3 separate regions of the Mus musculus genome follow, and all the other regions are linked to region 1. A link is a contact called in public HiChIP or PLAC-seq data. All regions are on one chromosome and are shown on one strand. The core of a region is the stretch at or near the end of the contact, and the rest is flanking DNA. Distances in the headings are between cores, read along the strand shown.

Region 1 (4,256 bases), core at 674-3,173:
CAATAAAAATATGATTATTAAAACTGTACTGGAAGGGATATACACTGGACTCCCATCATTAAACCATTATAATGTTGGTCCCTTGCATTGAGCAGGTTTTCTGTTTCTCTGTGGTCTCTTCTTCAGCTTCAGTCATGACCCACACGGTGAGATGCACCTCAATGACATCTTACAAGCTATAGTGCACTGCTATATAGACATCCAGGATGCTAATGCAGTCGGGCAGTGGTGGCACACGCCTTTAATCCCAGCACTCAGGAGGCAGAGGCAGGCAGATTTCTGAGTTTGAGGCCAGCCTGGTCTACAGAGTGAGCTCCAGGACAGCCAGGGCTACACAGAGAAACCCTGTCTCAAAAAACAAAACAAAACAAAAAACAAACAAAAAAAAAAAACCCCAGGAGCCTAACACACTTTCCTCCTGAATGCTCCAGGCCCTTTTCCCACCTGTATGGTCTCGACCCCCAGACTTCCTCATCTTCACTGGTTTAACTGTGTACTTGGTACGACTCTTCCAGGACACAAACTTGGCACTGCGGTCCGCAGACATATGCACTGGGCGGTAAGAGGGCGACACCAAGGCAGGGGGCAGCTGAAGGAGGACATTGCTCTGTATCTAGGGATTAAAGGAAATATTCTCTTTTAGAGAACCAAGCAAGAAAGCACCTAGACTAAGTTTAGCTTCCCAGAAACATCTCAGAACGCTGCCCCCTAATCTCCAACCTTCACAAATACCAGTGTAATGTGTTTATCCAGTTACTTGGTAATCACTTGGTAAACCTCTGATATAATTCTCCAAGGAAATGGTCTCCCTTTCATCATCTTCTAAATCCTTTCAAGTTCTTGCCTGGAAACCTTTCCTTCCCTGAAGAATTCACTTCTCCAGAGCTGGTAAACTCCACACACCTATCACCACCATCAGCAGTGGTGCCTTTTGCCCAATGCACGGTTTGAGGAATTTTCGAGTATGAATGGAAATGATTATTTTGCTTTTCCACTGGCTGTAGACTAAGTGTTTGGTTTAGCTTGAATTATAAAATATACATTCGCTAAATTCTGCCATGCTCAGCCTGAGAAATGCAGAGAAGCAAGATCAGTAATTTCTTTTCTTTTCTTTCTTTCTTTCTTTTGTGTGTGTGTGTGATTCACCATTGCCCACTACAGACCCACTGTTCGACAGTCCCTAATATCAGCAATAACCCAGTCGTACATTAAAACAGTTAAGAGCACTGGTTCTAGGAGGTAGAGGAAGCGCATAGAATGAGCGAGGCTCTAGGTTTAATCTGCAGTAGCAGGGCAAGTTGCGAAGCCCGTCTGTCTAGCCCCAGAAGGTGTAAGACTGCTGACCAGGTTTCTCATCCCCAAAATGTGCATAAGAACTCTCAGGAGGTCGGTTAATTCAGTCCTCTTCTCTGCCTGGTTTACGGCTGGCACCTTAATGTTACTTCTGCAACCTGTTTAGTAAAGGCTTGCAAAAGCACTTGGAAGCCCGTATCTGAGATCGGGATTGACGGAGAACGAAGGTCACGTGATCTCGCCTAGCCTTGCGGGATCCCGGACAGCCCAGGCGGAAAGAACCAATCCTAGTTCCCAGGTAAGCGGATTACCTGGGCAGCAGGGAGCAGAGTCGGAACCCGGGCGGTAATGGCCGCGGATGCCAGGCTCAAAGAGCGCAGAGCACTCGTCAGCGCACACAGCGCCATGGGCCGGCCGGGCTCCTCCGCGCCGTGCTCGCTTTTACCTTCATCCAGAGCCTGGCGCTCTGGGATGACGTTCCGGTCCCGGTCCCGTCGCTTTCCAATGACGCGAGAGAGGCGGGCACAGAACGGCAGCGCCGCAGGATACACGCTTTCTTGCCTCTCCAAAGAACAAGTTCTCAGCCAATCATCGGGGGGGGGGGTTGCTCGGGTCACGTGACGGGCGGCAGTCCCCGCCCCTTGGAGCCGTCAAAACAATTGCCTCGAGCGGCAGCCATGATAAATTTAAAGGGGCAGCACCCACGGAGGCGGTAGCCGGACCGGCAGACTGCAGGTGAGTCTTTGGGAGTACCCCTGGGGCTGAGAATTAAGATTACACTGACTCTTATTCCCACATTCCGGGACAAATGAATAAGTCCCTTCCTACTAACCTCAGAAAACTTTAGACTGACTCAAAAACTCCGCCCCCCCGCGATTCTTCCCCGCCCCTCGGCGTCCAGACAGTGGGATAACCTGCCCCGCCCCCTATGGGAACCCCTGACTGTGACCTCGAGCTGGTCTGATGTCGGGTCCCGGGCAGCAACTCTGTTCTCACTCACTCTGCCCTTCCTCTCCCCTCAGCCTTTGGCGATCTTACTCTGTCCTCACCCTCGGCCCTCGGGGCGAGGCAGGAACCTTAGACACTCCTGAACTGTGGGCCCTCAGGCTTCGGTAGCCTGCGCTCGGAGCCTTGCTCCGTGACCCCACTGTGCTCAGCAGATCTGCTATGCATCCCTGAACCATCCGGCACTTGCGAGACATTTTAAGGCGCCTGTTAGGTGATTATGTCAGACAAAGCTATGGAAGGAGGCGATTGCCGTAATCCTGTTGGGAATCCTAACCGGGTCTCCCTTCTCAGGGACACCACACCCCTTGCTGCAGGTCTCCTTATCGGGAGAAAGTAACTGCACCGAGCTGGAATGAGGAGAGTGACTTAAGGAAGAAGGGACATTAGTACAAGTCTTTGAAGAACCTGTAGGCTGGAGGAGGGAGGGTGTTTGTCCTGGGTGGGGCTCCGTGCCAGGTCCTCTGAGAGGCTGTGAGGTGGTGACAGAGAAGGGGTGGGACTGCCGGACTTCTGGACTTTGGGCAGTACAAAGCCTTCTAAATCCTTAGTTTCAGGTCAGAGTTTCTTCCGGGCTCTGGCCTGGGAGCCGCCTGAAGCCAAGAGCTTCTGCTCTGTAAGCAGGTAAGGAGACTTCAGGGATGAGTTTGGAGGAAGTAGGAAGACCGGCTGAATTCGGGGGGGGGGGGGGGGAGTGAGGCCAGAAGGTGGTTTGGAAGGAGATCAGCAGGTTGGGAGGTGCTGGGCTTAGTGCCTTTGCTGATGCAGCCTGAAGACCTTGAACCTTCCAGAGCCTTGTCATGACGGCTGCTGTTTCCTGTACTCCCACATCCCTAACCTTGGGTCCTTCCCCTTTATTGGGACACTGCTTTCTGCACAGCTCTCCCACAAGTCCTCTGTGATTCTTACAATGCTTCAGATCCCCTGCTTCCTTTCCCTAACCTATGCTCTGTCTCCAATTGCCAAGTCCTGAATTCCTCTAGCTCCAAGCCTGCCCGATTGTCCTACAGATCTCTATCCAGGTTAATTCCTCTCCCTCACCTTAGTTTTATGGTCAGTGCCGTGGAACTCCTCCTCTTTCATCAGCTTAGCCATGGGGTCGGCCATACTCTTTTCCCTTTGCGGGATGCCCACCAATCTCTAGTAGTATGTCTTTTCTCTGCCCCACCTGAACTCTGTGGTTTCTCTTTAGCCTAGGATGTCAGGCTTGGTGTTGGGGCAGCGGGATGAGCCTGCAGGGCACCGGCTCAGTCAAGAGGAGATCTTGGGCAGCACCAAGGTGGTGAGCCAAGGGCTGGAGGCCCTACACAGTGAACATCAGGCAGTGCTGCAGAGCCTGTCCCACACCATTGAGTGTCTGCAACAGGGAGGCCATGAGGAAGGACTGGTCCATGAGAAGGCCCGGCAGCTGCGGCGGTCTATGGAGAACATCGAGCTGGGGCTGAGCGAGGCCCAGGTAAGAATAAGGGGGGATGCCAAGTGTTCCAGTGACATGATGCAAGTTTGGGGGTCTCCTTGTCCTAGAAACTTGGATTTGTTGATTCGTTAAATGTTCATTAAGTGACTACTGTGTGTCAACTCTTCTGCATGCTGGTGGTGCAGTATAGAACACCACAGCACAGTTCTTCTCGGAGCTGATATTATAGCTGGGAGAGTCAGCTAGAGCTCAGGTAAATATGTAAATGATTTACTGGGCCAGAGTGATCATTGCTAAGGACAGAACAAAGACAAAGAAAGAAGGGAAGGGGCTGGAGGGATGGCTGAGGGGTTAAGAGCTATGTGCTCTTCTAGAGGTCCTGAGTTCAAGTCCCAGCAATGGTGGCTCACAACCATGTAATGGGATCTGATGCCCTCTTCTGGTGTGTCTGAAGAGTGACAGTGTACTCATATGCATCAAATAAAGACATAAAGCTTTAAGAAAGGAGGGAAGTAGGAAGAGGATACAGAGCTGTCATAAA
Region 2 (4,256 bases), core at 648-3,147, 210 kb before region 1:
GCAGCCACCTCATCCCGGATCCGGGCAGCCCCAGCCCTGCAGGCCCACAGCCCCTGGAGGCCCTTGCCACAGGGATGTTATCAGTCCTGTTTGTTCCTAGAATTCAAGGTGACTCAAGAGGAAAGATTAAGATAGGACACCGAGCTAGAGAGAAATCAGATAGGCCAGTAACTGCCCGCCTTCAAGTCCAGCCAAGCCGAGTAGACAGGATAGCTGTGTAGCTTAAAAGGTTTTCACTTGCATGTGGACACAAAGCCCAAAAGCTTTTAAAACCGTGGTTTCTCTAAAATAGTCTAGTTTATAGGGAAAGAATCATTAAAAGTAGTGGTGAGTGGAATTTAAAACAAGACATCTGAACTCATGGAATTCACAGCCAGTGGGAGAAAACCTGTAAGCTGGAGGTTTCATATGAGTTGGGAGTAGCCCTTGCTGCCTAGTAAGTTTCTCCGAAGGCATGAGCTGTGCTAGCCACCTCAGAAGCAGGGTTTGTCGTTCCAAGCCGCCTGTGTAGAGCAGACTGAAAGGGAGCGAAGGCTGCCGAGCTTCTCTGGAGCTGCTGTGATTAGGCCACTTAGGGAATTCTTAGATTTGTCCTAATTGCAGTGAGAAGCTATGGTCTAAGGGAGTAGGGTGGGGATTTGAACTCAGGGCTGCAAGCATTGCTAACGAGCAATCCACTGCGGAGGATTTTTGTTTTGAAACTTCAGTATCATAGTCGTGCTTAATTGCTTGGGCTCAAGTTTTGTGTTCATGTGATCCTCCTGCCTCAGTTTCCTAGTCCTAGGACTACCAGTGCAGAAGTGCTCATGTTCTTTATAGACGATTTGACCGCTGTGTAAAAGGTAGGGATTAGAAAGGTTTGCACTGTAGTCTGGTCCTGCAAGAGCGGAAGGAATCAAGAATGTCTTCTCAGCCGGGCGTGGTGGCGCACGCCTTTAATCCCAGCACTCGGGAGGCAGAGGCAGGCAGATTTCTGAGTTCGAGGCCAGCCTGGTCTACAAAGTGAGTTCCAGGACAGCCAGGGCTATAAAGAGAAACCCTGTCTTGAAAAACCAAAAAAAAAAAAAAAAAAAAAAAAAAGAATGCCTCTCATTTATGCTTCTCATTTATGGGCCAAGCTTTGAGTGGCTGACGGTGCCACTTAGAATTTGGAGACGACCAGAAGAGGACTAGCTGGCAAGGGATGGTGACAGGATTCATATGCCACTTGTTGGGTACCAAAATTGAGCTGTTAGAAGTCACTGGCTGGTGGGTGTGTCCTGGGAGCAGCCCAAGTCATGTGAGAGCACAGAAGTGGACCAAGCTGTGCAAGGACAGTAGTGTGCCCAGTGGAATGCTGAGGAGTTAGGCCGTGGCGGCATGCCCACCCATCTGACAAGCAGCTTCTCTGCCGTGTGAGTTGAAGGGCTGGGCTCAAAGAGTGGGGAGTAAATACTGCAGCGGGGTTACAGCCTCATTTTGAGTACTTGGTGTGGGGAGAGAATGTGTGTGTGTAGGTCTGTCAAGTCTTTCATCTTTAACATGGTTCTGGAGATCAAACCCAAGGCTTAGGCACTTTACCTCCAGAGCCATTTTCCAACATTTTCACATGAGCTGAGAGTATCTACCCAAGAGGGAGAGATTAATAAAACAGCAAGTCTGATAAAGGGGCAGGATTCTTGAGAAAGGACAAAGAATTTCAGATCTAAGAACAAGGTTTATCAGGGTGGGAGGAGAGTGGAGTGAAGGCAGAAAAGAAGAGCAGGAGTTAGAGGGAGTGAAACCTCGGAGGCGGGGATGGAGGGCAGGCTGTGGTGCTCTCACGCATGGCCAGCATCTTGCAGGAAGAACAGGTGGCGGCTGGTTTCAGAAGGAAGTTGTTGGTCATCTCGGGCTGCAGGGCAAGTGGGACATAAGACACCTGCAGGCTGCTGCCTGGAGCCCTGAGTCTGCGCACTGAGAGCTCTGTACTGCTGTGCTGTTTCCCAGCCCCAGTTTGACTTTTTGACCTTTGCACAGTTGCACTGGGGAGAGGGAGAGGTGTTGAGGGAAGAAAGTATCCAAAGGATGCCAGTGGAAATGTATAAAACCCTTAACCAGCTGGCTCCTCTTTGAGGCAGCTGGTAGTACTTTTTCTTAGGTTCGTGTCCCTTGAACTGGCTACAGAATAACAGTAGAGGGAAATTAGGGAAAAAGGGGGGGGGGCTGGTGAGATGGCTCAGCAGGTTAAGAGCGCCAACTGCTCTTCTGAAGGTCCTGAGTTCAAATCCCAGCAACCATATGATGACTCACAACCATCAGTAATGAGATCTGATGCCCTCTTCTGGGGTGTGTGAAGACAGCTACAGTGTACTTACATATAATAAATCTTTAAAAAAAAAAGGGGGGGGTGGGGGAGGCTGGAGAGATGGCTCAGCAGTTCCAAAGGTCCCGAGTTCAAATCCCAGCAACCACATGGTGGCTCACAACCATCCGTAATGAGATCTGACGCCCTCTTCTGGTGCGTCTGAAGACAGCTACTGTGTACTTAGATATAATAATAAATCTTTTTAAAAGAAAAGAAAAAAGGCATTCAAAATTGATTACTGTAACTGGCTTAGAAGATGCAGGGCCATTTGTTAGGGATGGAGGTTAAGAAGGCCTGAATATAGGGAGAAAGGATGCATTCCTGGGAGGTGTCTTAGTTGGATGGAAATAGTGGGGAAGAGAAACAGCCACTAAGCAGCAGCATGTGGGATGAGCAGAGCTCTCCCAGCAAGTAGTGTTAATAAAGATGCTTGAAGGATGCCTTGGGATGGGATGCTGGGTGGGGCCGCTGGGTCTTTACTGTCCTCTCTCCCTTCCCTCCAGTGCTTCCATTCAGGAAAGTCCCAAGGGCTCCCTTAGTCCTAGACACTCTTGAAAGGGTGTGACTTGTTTAATTATCAATTTCTTAATAAAGTTGTAAATTGAACACTTCCTGTTCTTGTGGCTTCTTTGGCTCACTGGCTACAAACACATCAAACACTGCGTTAGAAGAACCAAAGCTCTTAAGTCAGGATAGGTGTTGCCTCTCAAAGTGGCTTATTTCAGGTCCACCAAATCCAACTTCCTTACATCATCAGGAGTTCAACTTTGTTCCTGGCTAGAATGTAAACATTTCACAAATATTATTTGTCTCACTTTTATCCTGCTTCACACCCTGATGGCCTTTCAATACATGTTAAAGTCGGTGGGTACAGTGGCACACACCTTTAATCCCAGCTCTCAGGGAGGCAGAAGCAAGAGGATCTCTATATTTGAGGCCAGTGTGAACTACACTGGGTTCTAGGCCAAACTAGGCTACATGGTGAGATCCTGTCTGAAGATATTGCTGAAGGTCCATCCCTAGTTTCTGTATTATGAAAAGAGTCAATGACCTACCTAAGGTCCCTTGGGAAGAGTCCCTGAATTATTACATTTTGGCATTTATACTAAACTGTTTAATCTACAACTAGTACAGCTGTATACAGCTGAGATTTCTGAGGTCTAGCAAGTTAAAATTGACCTTGACCAGGCATGATGGCACTTGTCCTGTGGTGCTGGCTGAAAAGACCCAGGGTCCGAGGCTGAAGTAAGGATCACTTTAGGAGAGCGAGAGCTTGGACAACAGAGTTTTGGGGGTTGTTTTGTTTGGGGTAGAGGGATCGAGACAGGGTTTCTCTGTGTGGCCCTGGCTGTCCTGGAACTCACTCTGTAGACGAGGCTGGCCTCGAACTCAGAAATCCACCTGCTTCTGCCTCCCAAGTGCTAAAGGCGTGCACCACAACTGCCCAGCTGTTTTGGTTCTTTTTAAAAAATAAAGTCAAGGCTGCTGGGGTGAGGAGGTTCAGTGGTGAAACGAGCGGCCATGAACCTGACACCAGCCTCGACACATGCCGGAGCAGACTCCTATCTCCTCAGGACTAGGTTATCCTCAGTGCTCCTAGGAAGGGGAGCTCCTGGCAGTAAGGTGATTGGGATACTAGGTGTCATTCCGGGCCTGAGCTGACAGTTTATCTGTGTTTGCTGGAGAGCAGGCCTGGGCCTCAGGCGTGATTTTCACATGTGCATTCCCAGCCCTGTTTTGTTTTGAGACAAAGACTTACTCTGTTGCTCTGGCTGGCCTAGAACTCATTTCATACAAGAGGACTGGGCTCAAAAAAGTCCTCCTGCCTCAGCATCCTGAATGCTGGGAGTGCACTTATGCCTGACTAAAAGTATGTTTTTGTTTTTGTGGTTTTGCTTTGTTTTTTGAGATCTTATTTTTATTTTGTGTG
Region 3 (4,256 bases), core at 699-3,198, 150 kb after region 1:
CGGAACAGGCACAGGATCGGCTTACCAAGAGCTACTGCCCGGCCCAATTCGTAGCCAACACCCAGGGATGGCTGTGTCACTTCTGCCACGACCACTGCAGAGAGAGAAAAATAAGACTTACTACCTGGGATTTTTAAGAACGGGGTGACGGTGTATCTGTGGTGGGGATAGTAGAGTCAGGGATAGCCCAGGAATCGACATCACCAAGGAGCCCTCATGCAGAAGGGAGGACTACTCACTCACCATCGGCCTGCCGGAGCCAGGCCAGGTCCCGCTCATGGATGAACTGGTCGCCCCCAGCAGCCTCTTCCCCTGTGGTTGAGGGCAAGCTGGTCAGAGATGGTCCCTACCCCAACTCAGTACCTAGTAACTTCTATGTTCTCGCTGCTTCTCAAATCTACCCTGCTCAGAGAGGGGCAGAGAGAGGGAACCCTTGCCCCAGCACCTTCAAAAGCCAGTTCAGGAGAGGAGTCTGTTAAAGGGATGAAGAACAAAACAGCCACAAGAAAAATGCAATCCTGTTCACGGAGGCACGTGTGGGTGGGGCTGGGTGCGTGTGGGGAAAAGGTCTGACTCACCCGGAATCCAAGGGGCGTGTCTGGGGTCAGAGAGCCAGGATCACAGTTTCCAGTTTGAATCAACTCTGCTGTTTAGGACGGTAAGGCTCTGCAGGTGGCAGAGCAGAACCACACTGTCTAAAACTTCTTTTGTGAGCCTGAGGATCATGGCTCATAGCACTAATCCCAGCCCCGGGAGCAGAGGCTGGGGAAATCTGTGAGTTCCAACACAGCCTGGTCTACACTGTAAGTACCATGATGGCCAGGGATATGTAGAGAGACCCTGTCTCAAAAAACAAACTAACAAGTTGTGTGTAGCAGCAGGTGCCTGTAGTTCTAGCACTTGGGCGGTGAAGGCAGGAGGATGGCGAGTTCTAAGGCCATCCTTGGCTACAAGTCTGACGTCACTGTGCGTTTATGACAGCCTGTTTCCAAAATAAAGAAAAGAAAAAGAAAAAGCAAGAAAAGTGACTAGGGGAGAAAACCCAGATTCAAAGGTTTTCTCCAGGCTATCACACTCTGTAGACTGTTTTGTCTCATTTCTTTGAGACAGGGGTTAACTCTGTAGCCCAGGTTGGCCTGGAACTCATCCTACCCTCTGCCTCCAGAGTGCTGACATTGGCGCTGAAGGTGGAGAACTATCAACAAAACACACCATGCGCTAGCCAAGCATAAGCACAAACAGGTTCTTTCCAATCCCCTGGCATTTTTTGCCTACGATTGATTCTTTGTCTTTTAAAAGATTCTCCCAGAATTGCTTTAGAGTCCACAGCTTAGGAGTTTGTTCTTGCATGGGGCAAGGGAGATCTACTTAAAAGTTTTTGGAGCAGAAATACAAGAGTTCTAGGTACAACTTTCCTACTGGAGGAGTGCTTATCCAGACCAGCTTATCAAAGCCTTGCTAGCCCAAAGCTGGGTCTGGGCTGTCACTTGCTTCCAGTGTGCTGGACAGGGACACTTGACCTGCGCATGGAACGTACACATATAATCCAGGACCTTCCATAGCCAGCCGGTCCCCTAACCATTACGAGGTCCTAGTCTGCAGATCCCCTAGCCTCCGGTCTAGCCTGCGGGTCACATGAGCTGCGGGTTCCCCAGGTTGAATGTCTACTAGCCAGTGGGTCTCCTATCCGGCAAGTCCCTAGTCAGCCGGTCCCCTTAGCCTACAGGTCCCCAGCCTGCGAGTCTCCAGCCCGCGTCGCCTCACCACGCGGCTCCAACTCAGCATCAGCCACGTGCTCAGTGAGCACCTTCCCATAGCGCCGCAGCCGGGATACGATCCGCGAATACAGAGCTTGGTCTTCCCGCCCGCCGCGGATGCTCCCGCAGAAGTACACAGAGCATGGAACCAGCTCCCCGGATGCCGCCATCGCCGCGCGCGGGCAACCGCTGCCGCCGCTACCACGTGACCTGGGAAAGCGACTCCCAGAGGTAAGGGGACCTTCTTCAAGCTCGCTCTCTTCCCGGATAGGCTCTTCCCGAGCCAACCCGCTCATTAGTTCTGACTCCTCCCCGTGACCTGCCCCTCCCCAGCTCCTAGCTATTCAAGTAGTTCTGTACGGATCTCAGTGCTCTCAAACTCTGTACGGGATCCATAGGCAACTGTGATTGGCTCTCATTAATCTTTCCAAAATTTAAAAAAGATTGTTAACTTATTTTAAAAATATTTTATTATTCATACATGTATGTAGTGTTTTAATCAAATCTAACCCAGTCTCTCTCTCCCCTCCAATCCATCTTCTATCCCCTACACCAACTTCATTTTTATTTATTATTTAAAATAATTATTATCTTTGATTATTTTATTATTTTATGTGTATAGGTGTTGTGATGGTTTGTTTATCCTTGGGCCAGGGAGTGGCACCATTTGGAGGTGTGGCCTTGTTCAAATAGGTGTGACCTGGTTGGAATAGGTGTGTCACTGTGGGTGTGGGCATAAGATCCTCACCCTAGTTGCCTGGAACTCAGTCTTCCACTAGCAGCCTTTGGATGAAGATGTAGAACTCTCAGCAATGCCTGTGCCATGCCTGCCTGGATACTGCCATGCTCTCACCTTGATGATAATGGACTGAACCTCTGAACCTGTAAGCCAGACCCAATTAAATGTTGTTTTTTATAAGACTTGCCTTGGTCATGGTGTCTGTGCACAGCAGTAAAAGCCTAACTAAGACAGGTGGTTTGCCTGAGTTTATATCTCTACATCATGTGCATGCCTGATGCCCCAAGAAGCCAAAAGAGCACAATGAGCTAACCTGAAACTGGAGTTACAGACACAGTGAGCCACCATGCAGGTGCTGACAATCCAACCTGGGTCCTCTGGAGAGTGGCCAGTGCTGTTAACCACTGAACCATCTCTACAGCTTCCCTCCCTACCCACTGAGCCCATTAGTGCTACCTATGTGTGCACCGGTGTGGAACCATCTACTGGAACAAGTACAGGCAGCCTCTCAGGGTCGTGCCTGCCTCACCAGCTGTTAGCTGTCAGCAACGCTTCAGCTATTGGCATGGGGCCCTTCTCCACACAGGGTAGGGTTTGGACCAGCCTGATCGTGCACGGGCAGTCATAGCTTCTATGAGTTATGTGTGTAACCCCACTGTCATGTCCAGAAACAATGTTTTCATGGCAGTCCCTCTGTCTTTCAACCCACTCTTCCATGGAGATGGCCCATTTACATTCAAACACTCTACAGTCTCCGAGAGACCCTATTAATCTGCAAAAAGAAGCTCTTCTGACGAGGGCTAAGGAATGCTCTAATTGATGGGTACAGAGATATGGAATCGGGCAAGACGGTTACACTTTCTAGAGCCTGACTCCCCACCATTTCCATGGCCACCGCTCTGGCCCTGCCCCTCCCCAGATCTCCCCATTCCAGCTCTTCCTACCACAGTCTGCTAGCCACTCTGAGGAGATGGAGAGCCCCTCAGTGACCCCACCTTAGTTAGGATAAAACCAGGGGGGGCCAGTGGCCCACAAGTTACAGAAGAGCTGTGAAATGCATTATTCTATCAAGGACATGGCCATTGCCGCTGCCACCAGCACTGGTCTTAGGATGGACACCCTGGGTCTACAGAAGAACAAAACTCTCCACAGCCACGCCTGGATGCATGCATGCATGCATGCACAGAGGCCACCACCCTCATCCTCACTGCTAAACTATTTCCTATTGATAGGTTACAGAAAAGGGGATGCTTTCTGCCGTCATCCACTGGGCACCGCACTGAGCTCCACCCATTTGTTGTAACCCAAGGGTCACATAGATGGCCCCTGTTAAACTAAATGGGTTACAAAGCCTACCAACAGGGAGGGGAGAGAGGGAGATGAAAGAGAGTAGGGGGAAGAGAGTAACCAGAAGGCAATACAGGTAGGTATGAAATTGTCAAAGACCTGAACTAAGAGGAAAACTTTGTTAAGGTATGTGAAGTGAAATTCTGCAGAAAAAGCCATTCTTGTGTTAAAGTTTCTCCAAGGATGACTGAATAAGACTTCAGAGAGTCGGAACATTGCAGGTCCACAGCCACATTACCTCAGGCTACCTTTAGTTCCCTTCCTAGCCTTACATCGCCCACTTCCATGTCTGGTCTAATGTCCTCGAGCCTGCTTGATGAAATCCTTCCGAATGTGTTCACAGCTACACAGAAGCATGGAGGCTTGAGGAATACCAAGCAAGCACTCTACCTACTTTGCTAGAACCCCAGGCC

What was found. HiChIP or PLAC-seq counts read pairs in DNA pulled down with a chosen protein or histone mark.
Region 2: a contact with region 1 is called in an H3K4me3 HiChIP or PLAC-seq map of embryonic stem cells, with 19 read pairs. The contact joins the enhancer-like site here to the promoter of Klc4 in region 1. A contact is called at or near these places in 5 of 484 Hi-C or Micro-C datasets (embryonic stem cells, erythroblasts, muscle stem cells and 2 more), 9 of 115 datasets of contacts at active chromatin or transcription factors (the SCID.adh cell line, double positive thymocytes, effector CD8 T cells and 4 more) and 3 of 9 other capture datasets (adipose tissue, liver and pancreatic islet).
Region 3: an H3K4me3 HiChIP or PLAC-seq map of the 230-238 cell line shows a contact between it and region 1, with 21 read pairs. The contact joins the promoter of Dnph1 here to the promoter of Klc4 in region 1. A contact is called at or near these places in 1 of 39 promoter capture datasets (hippocampal neurons), 2 of 484 Hi-C or Micro-C datasets (B cells and natural killer cells), 7 of 115 datasets of contacts at active chromatin or transcription factors (the 230-238 cell line, craniofacial prominence, embryonic forebrain and 3 more) and 3 of 9 other capture datasets (adipose tissue, liver and pancreatic islet).

Annotation. Positions count from the first base shown.
Region 1 is chr17:46,643,747-46,648,002 of GRCm38.p6, reverse strand. It overlaps Klc4 (kinesin light chain 4), which reads left to right and starts at 1,923. Exons shown (of 16, transcript NM_001357130.1): 1 at 1,923-2,028; 2 at 3,491-3,754. The coding sequence starts at 3,497. It overlaps Mrpl2 (mitochondrial ribosomal protein L2), which reads right to left and starts at 1,774. Exons shown (of 7, transcript NM_025302.4): 1 at 1,605-1,774; 2 at 445-613. The coding sequence starts at 1,700.
Region 2 is chr17:46,850,557-46,854,812 of GRCm38.p6, reverse strand. It overlaps a transcript of Bicral not described here. Among named protein-coding and RNA genes, the nearest start is that of Bicral, 21 kb to the right of the region's middle. Within about 2 kb of position 1,897, at least 95 of the 459 cell types and tissues checked have an H3K27ac peak or open chromatin away from gene starts, as enhancers often do. A contact at or near this core is called in the SCID.adh cell line, adipose tissue, double positive thymocytes and 3 more, where this site is marked.
Region 3 is chr17:46,494,481-46,498,736 of GRCm38.p6, reverse strand. Dnph1 (2'-deoxynucleoside 5'-phosphate N-hydrolase 1) reads right to left here and starts at 1,948. Exons shown (of 4, transcript NM_207161.3): 1 at 1,765-1,948; 2 at 244-312; 3 at 1-94. The coding sequence starts at 1,927.